Regions from separate parts of the Hordeum vulgare genome. Here region 2 is linked to region 1. Evidence: chromatin contacts called from public Hi-C data. All regions are on one chromosome and are shown on one strand. Each heading gives the region's core, a stretch centred on a gene start, on an enhancer-like site or on the middle of the called end of the contact. The rest is flanking DNA. Distances are from core to core; before and after follow the strand shown. Region 1 holds the start of LOC123444861 (auxin transporter-like protein 1). Region 2 has its middle 120 kb from the start of LOC123444861.

Region 1 (2,664 bases), core at 120-2,619:
GAGGAGGTTTTCTGCTTTGTTTTCTCATTCGGGGAAAAGGGAAAGGAGAGCATTTTTTTCGTGTTTTTGCAGCCAGGGCCGACAGAAGAGAAGAGAAGAGAAGAGAAGAGAAGTGAAAGGCGTGGCCGCTTGGTGAAGCCGGAAACTGCAATCCGTTATTAGGGATGAAGGAAGAGGGGTGCGTACCTGGATGACGTGGTTCTTGAAGCTGACGCCCTCCTTCTCCTTGCGGGAGCGGTACTCGACGTAGAGGACGCTGATGAGGTAGGCGGTCCAGCTGCCCAGGAAGCCGTAGAAGAGCTGCAGCAGGATGCCCGAGAGCATCCCCAGCTGCGAGAAGGAGTAGGGCAGCGTCAGCAGCACCTGAGCCACCTGCAACCCGTTTCCGTTCGTCAGTAAACCATCATCATCGCCATCGTCGTCTTCTTCGCCATCATGCCGATCGATGCTCGGAAAGACGTACGTACGTACCTGGTTGGAGGCGCAGCTGAACCAGGCGTCCCAGACGGAGCCGCCGTGCCAGAGGAAGCTGGTGACGCTGAACTTGCCGCCGCCGTGCTGCTCCTCGTCGCCGTCCGCGCCGCCGCTGCTCACGCCCATCACCCCGACCTCCTCCTCCTTGCCGTGCCCGTCCGCCACGATCGCCTCCTCCCCATGCTCGCGCGGCACCATCCTCGCCTCTCTCCCGTTCTCTCTCTCTCACCACCACGCGGCTGCGATGTGCTGTGTACGGACGAAGCAGGGCAGAGGCCTGGTTGGATCAAGATCCAGGAGGACGGCACGGCAGAGCACACACACACGGACTCTTCCGCCCAATACGAGCGCGAGAGGCCAATATATATAAAAACGAAACGGGGGCGGCGGCCTCTCAAACACCGGCACCACCAAGAGGAGAGAAGAGAAGGGAGACGAACCTTTTCTGGCGGGGTGGAGGAGGAGAGAAGATGTGGAGATCGCGGCCGGCCGGACGGACGGGGCAGTGAGTGAATGCAGGGTGCCCAGGAATTTACTGTGCGATTGATGAGGGAGTGGCCTCCTCTCTGCCTCTCTGCTCGCTCGCAGCTACAGTGGCTGGGTAGCTAGCTAGGAGCGTGGGGGTGGTGGCCGCCGCGCCGCCCGGGTGAAGGTACGGCCGCAGAGCTCTCCCTGCTTCTTCCGTCTCCCCTCCCCTGCTCTCTGCTTCCTTTATGATGGAGCAAGTAATGGTGTGCTACACGGAGCAGGGTTGCGGGCTCGTAGCCTACCACCCCTAGCTCGTAGGTGATGGTGTAGACAGAGTGAGAGGTCGGCCGGCGGGCGATCCGGCGGGGCGGAGAGAGAGAGAGTGAGGAGGAGCGCAGGCAGATGGGGAGGGAGGGGGAAGGGAACAAGTTGCGGCTTTATAACAACTCTGCTCGGCCCGGCCCGGCGTTCGTTTCCAACGCCCCACTTTCCCCCCTGATTTTCTCACCCCCCTTTTGCATTTTGCCCTTCTCTTCCATTTTGTCTATTCTTTCTTTAATTTCTTCTTCTTCTTCTTCTTCTCCTCCTCCCCTCTGCGTGGGTGCAGTGGAAAGAGGGGAGTGTGGGTGGGAGCGGTAATAAAATCTCGGTCGACCGACGTGGGTCTTCTTTATGGCGGTGACTTGATGGGATTAAAAAACTCACCTCGCCGAGGGGGGAGAAGGAGTGTAGCAGCGTTGGAAGCAACGGCAGGAACAGAGGCTGCCGCTGTGAGGAGAGGCCGTATTAACTGCTGGCATCGTGTCAAAAGTCTCCGCTCCCTCCCTCCTTGCCTGCTGCTGGATCCCTTCCTTTATTTTTATTTTGCTCAGAGATGGGAGTGCGAAAGAAGAACATCTGACGGTTTTGTGTTGTGTGTGTACTGAAACTACTCATGGCTGACTGACGCTGGATTGAATTTCGCGCATCTCCCGGTGGGTGGGTGGGTGGGTGAGCCCGGGGCCCGGCCGCCGGCAGGGGATCATATGATGTGGTGTACGAGCCTGGCTTGCTTGGACAGCGCAGGCCGTACGTCCGTTCTTCGGTAATAATACGGGGTATGAGTGTTAGTGGATTTGGTTCATCAGATGACCATTAAATTTTCAACGAAAAAAAACCATCATTAAAAGCCTTGTTTGGAACTGCTCTACTTCAGAAAATTCAGCTCCGCTCTAGAAAACGTAAGCCAAACGGGGTAGCTCCACGATATACTGCTTCGAAAAAAACTAGAATCTGGGGTCCAACTCTTTGTTTTTTGTAAAGCTCTCTAGGAGGTGCTTCATAAAATTATAGAAGCTGGAGTTGGAAGAAAATTACCCACCACCGTCACCAATAAGTAGACACCCCTTCGTTTCTTATCTCTCATCCAATCAAATAGATCATTTCCACCAATTTTTCCATTCGTGAAGCTGGAGCTAAATGAGAGTCAAACATTCTCTTGAAATGGTTGCAACTCCTATATAAAACTGCTCTAATGTCGATTTGATGAAGCGGAACTGATTTTGATGAAGCAGAGCGGTCCCAAACAGGCCCTAAGTATACTATTCATCATATTTTCCTTCATGCTGTGCTGTTCTTCATCTAATTGTACTTGCATACTCTTAGTTTAGTGGGGTCTATTGTACCAAGGTGGAGTCCATAGGGATAGGGCTCTCTAAAATCTACTTCAACTTACTCATATGA
Region 2 (2,664 bases), core at 43-2,542, 120 kb after region 1:
GCAGGACTCGAACCCTGGTGAGCTGGGATACCGCAGTCCCTTTAACCATCCAAACATAGATTGATTCGCGTGGAGACACTAAGGATGTATTTGATTGAGATGCAAATTCTAAAAAAGTTGTTGCGAAAAACTGTTGTGGAAAAGTTAAAAGCTGAAAAGTTGGAAGCTTTGAAATTTACACTAGGAAGAAGGTATTGTTTCTCAAAAACTGTTTTGAACAATTACCCCTTTAGGTAGCTTTTAGCTTTTGAAAGGAGAAGTCGATAAAAAAGATGAACCAAACACAACCTAAATTGACAACTGATAGCTACATCATTTTTTCCTTCCACATCAAACTTTTTCTTAGAGAGAAGCAGACATCAAACTTTTATATCAAATCAAGGATTTTCATTGGTACCAGCATATCTACCCATAGTGGAGTAATATTCTCGCCATTCTCCATCTAGAGAGTCTGCATGCGACTCTATACCATCATTTCATATTTTTATTTCGCAGGAAAATTCCATATCATCTTGTAACATTATTAATCTCGCTCGTTTCCCACACTGACAAAATTTAGTACCCGGAATCAGTAAGATCCGTATATGAATGGAACAAGTCGATCAACCGCGATGAACCCAAGCGGGCAGCTAGGCATCTAGGCATCAGCCCTTTAGCCTGGAAAAAGAGAGGAAATTATAAGACCAAAATTATGCTTCTTGGGTTGGGAACGAGATATGCATGCATGGGTCCATATCCTCCCTAGTTTCAGAGCCTTTTTTCCACGGAATCGGCTCAATTCCTTGATCGGATTCTCCCCACGGGCCCTCGACACCCGACCGAAAGAGACTTGCATCACCACGTACGCCATGCGTGCGTACGTGCGCGCAGCATGTAGCCAGCCACCGTGATCGCTGGCCGGCCGGCCATGGGCGGGCGCATGCAGCATACGCCGCAAGCTGCCACGGCGAGCTGTCGATGATTTTGTACGTAGACATGGGCATGGATATCGCAAAACATATTGCTCCTTTGGTGGTTAACCAAAAGCACTTATTTCCCCTCCATGAACGATGAGAAAAAACACTTGATTAGGCGATGAATTGACATGAGGCGGATAAGCACGAAGCTTGGAGCCTAACCTGGGGGACGAGGCGATTGGTAGGAATCTAGGACGGAACCAAGTGCAAAAACAACTTATAATTATTATGATAAGGAAAAGGAGACGGTGGCCGTCCGGTCCCCGACCCCGATACACGAAGCTAGCCAGCCATGCCCGGCGACGCGGCCGCGTCGGCCCCTCTCGCCCCGCCCATACGGGTTTTGTCGCCTTGGTGCGTCGTCTTTCCTTTTAGCTCCCCGTACGCGTACGCGCTGGCCTGTATCTCCACCCCATCTGTTTTGTTTCGTAACGAAAAAAAAAATGTACGAATGAGTATAAAATATTACTCCCTCAGTCTCATAATATTAAGAGCATCAACAGCCTAGGCAAATCCGACCACCTATACGTCCGCGGACATGTTCGGACGGTCCTTCTATTTTGCTTTGTATATCCACATACCTTATATTCGGACTATCAAATTCGTACAAAGCCATGCACGTCAATCATTCGATACAAATTGTTTGAATTCAACAATTGTAAACAAAAGCAATTGATATCATAGTTCAATCAAAGGGAAATGCCAAAATAAAATTAATGTCCGACCGACAAGTGTTGTCGGATCACTGATCCGACGAGTTCGTCCATGCGTCCTGCTCCTCCATGCGTCCTGCTCCGCTTGCGCATCCACCTCCGTGTGCATCCTCGCAACTATCGCCGTCTACATTTGGGCTACCTCCTCCGCCTGCATCATGGCCGCCTGCTCCGCTGCCGCAGCCGTAGCCTGTGTGGCCGCTTTCAACGCTCTACGGTTATTGATCTTCTTTTTCTTGTCCACAAGACATTTTTTGACATGTTCATCCTAAGTGGATTCATCCGCGAGCATGATTTTTGCATCCTCCACGTCGGATGAGAGTTGCAACCTCTCCTTCTCAAGCTAATCAGTAGATCAGACACGAGCAAACTTATCCGGTCGTGTTGAGACATTTTGTTGAAAATGTCAAATGCAGCCCAGACTGTGGGGTTGCCCGTGCTCACCCGCTCCCGAACGAGCTGCGGGGACTCACACTCATGGACCGACGGCTGCTGCGTTGCCGAAAAGCTCTCCGAAAGGGTCCACCCGGCCGTCTCATCCTCATCCTCGGTCTCGACGGTGCCGGACAGCATAACCCATGCCGACGCTTGCGCGGATGGGGTGAGGGGAGCCCGACACGCGGGAAAGACATCTCGTCGATGACGCCCGCATGTACCTGCGCGGCCAACTCCCTTTGTCACTGTCGGCCACAGTGGAGCTTACGTGCGATGTTCTTCGGCTTGCAAGACGAAGTGAAGGAAGGGTCGCCGACGGACGAGGCAGAATGTGTATTTGTCGCAGCGGTCAGGGCCGGGGTGGAAGACATCACGACGGCGGATCGGGACAGGTGATGAGGATGGAGAGTAAGGAAGCTGGACGGCGAGGGGTCACGCACAGGAATTGTTGGTGATCGGCCGGAGGAGGAGGAAAAATTTGGGGCGTTTGGTGCAATTTGAAGTAGGGTTGGGTTGTCGGGTCCGACGTGGCAGACTTGGCTGTTTACTCTTATATCCGC

The links. A called contact is a pair of places that touch in the nucleus more often than the background predicts.
Region 2: a Hi-C map of leaf shows a contact between it and region 1, with 3 times the contacts expected there. The contact joins the enhancer-like site here to the promoter of LOC123444861 in region 1. A contact is called at or near these places in 4 of 6 Hi-C or Micro-C datasets (leaf and seedling) and 1 of 1 datasets of contacts at active chromatin or transcription factors (embryo).

Annotation. Positions count from the first base shown.
Region 1 is chr3H:543,450,068-543,452,731 of MorexV3_pseudomolecules_assembly, forward strand. LOC123444861 (auxin transporter-like protein 1) reads right to left here and starts at 1,370. Exons shown (of 7, transcript XM_045121727.1): 1 at 915-1,370; 2 at 472-751; 3 at 187-372. The coding sequence starts at 672.
Region 2 is chr3H:543,565,674-543,568,337 of MorexV3_pseudomolecules_assembly, forward strand. No RefSeq gene overlaps it. Among protein-coding and RNA genes, the nearest start is that of LOC123444861, 120 kb to the left of the region's middle. Within about 2 kb of position 1,293, at least 3 of the 3 cell types and tissues checked have open chromatin away from gene starts, as enhancers often do. A contact at or near this core is called in leaf and seedling, where this site is marked.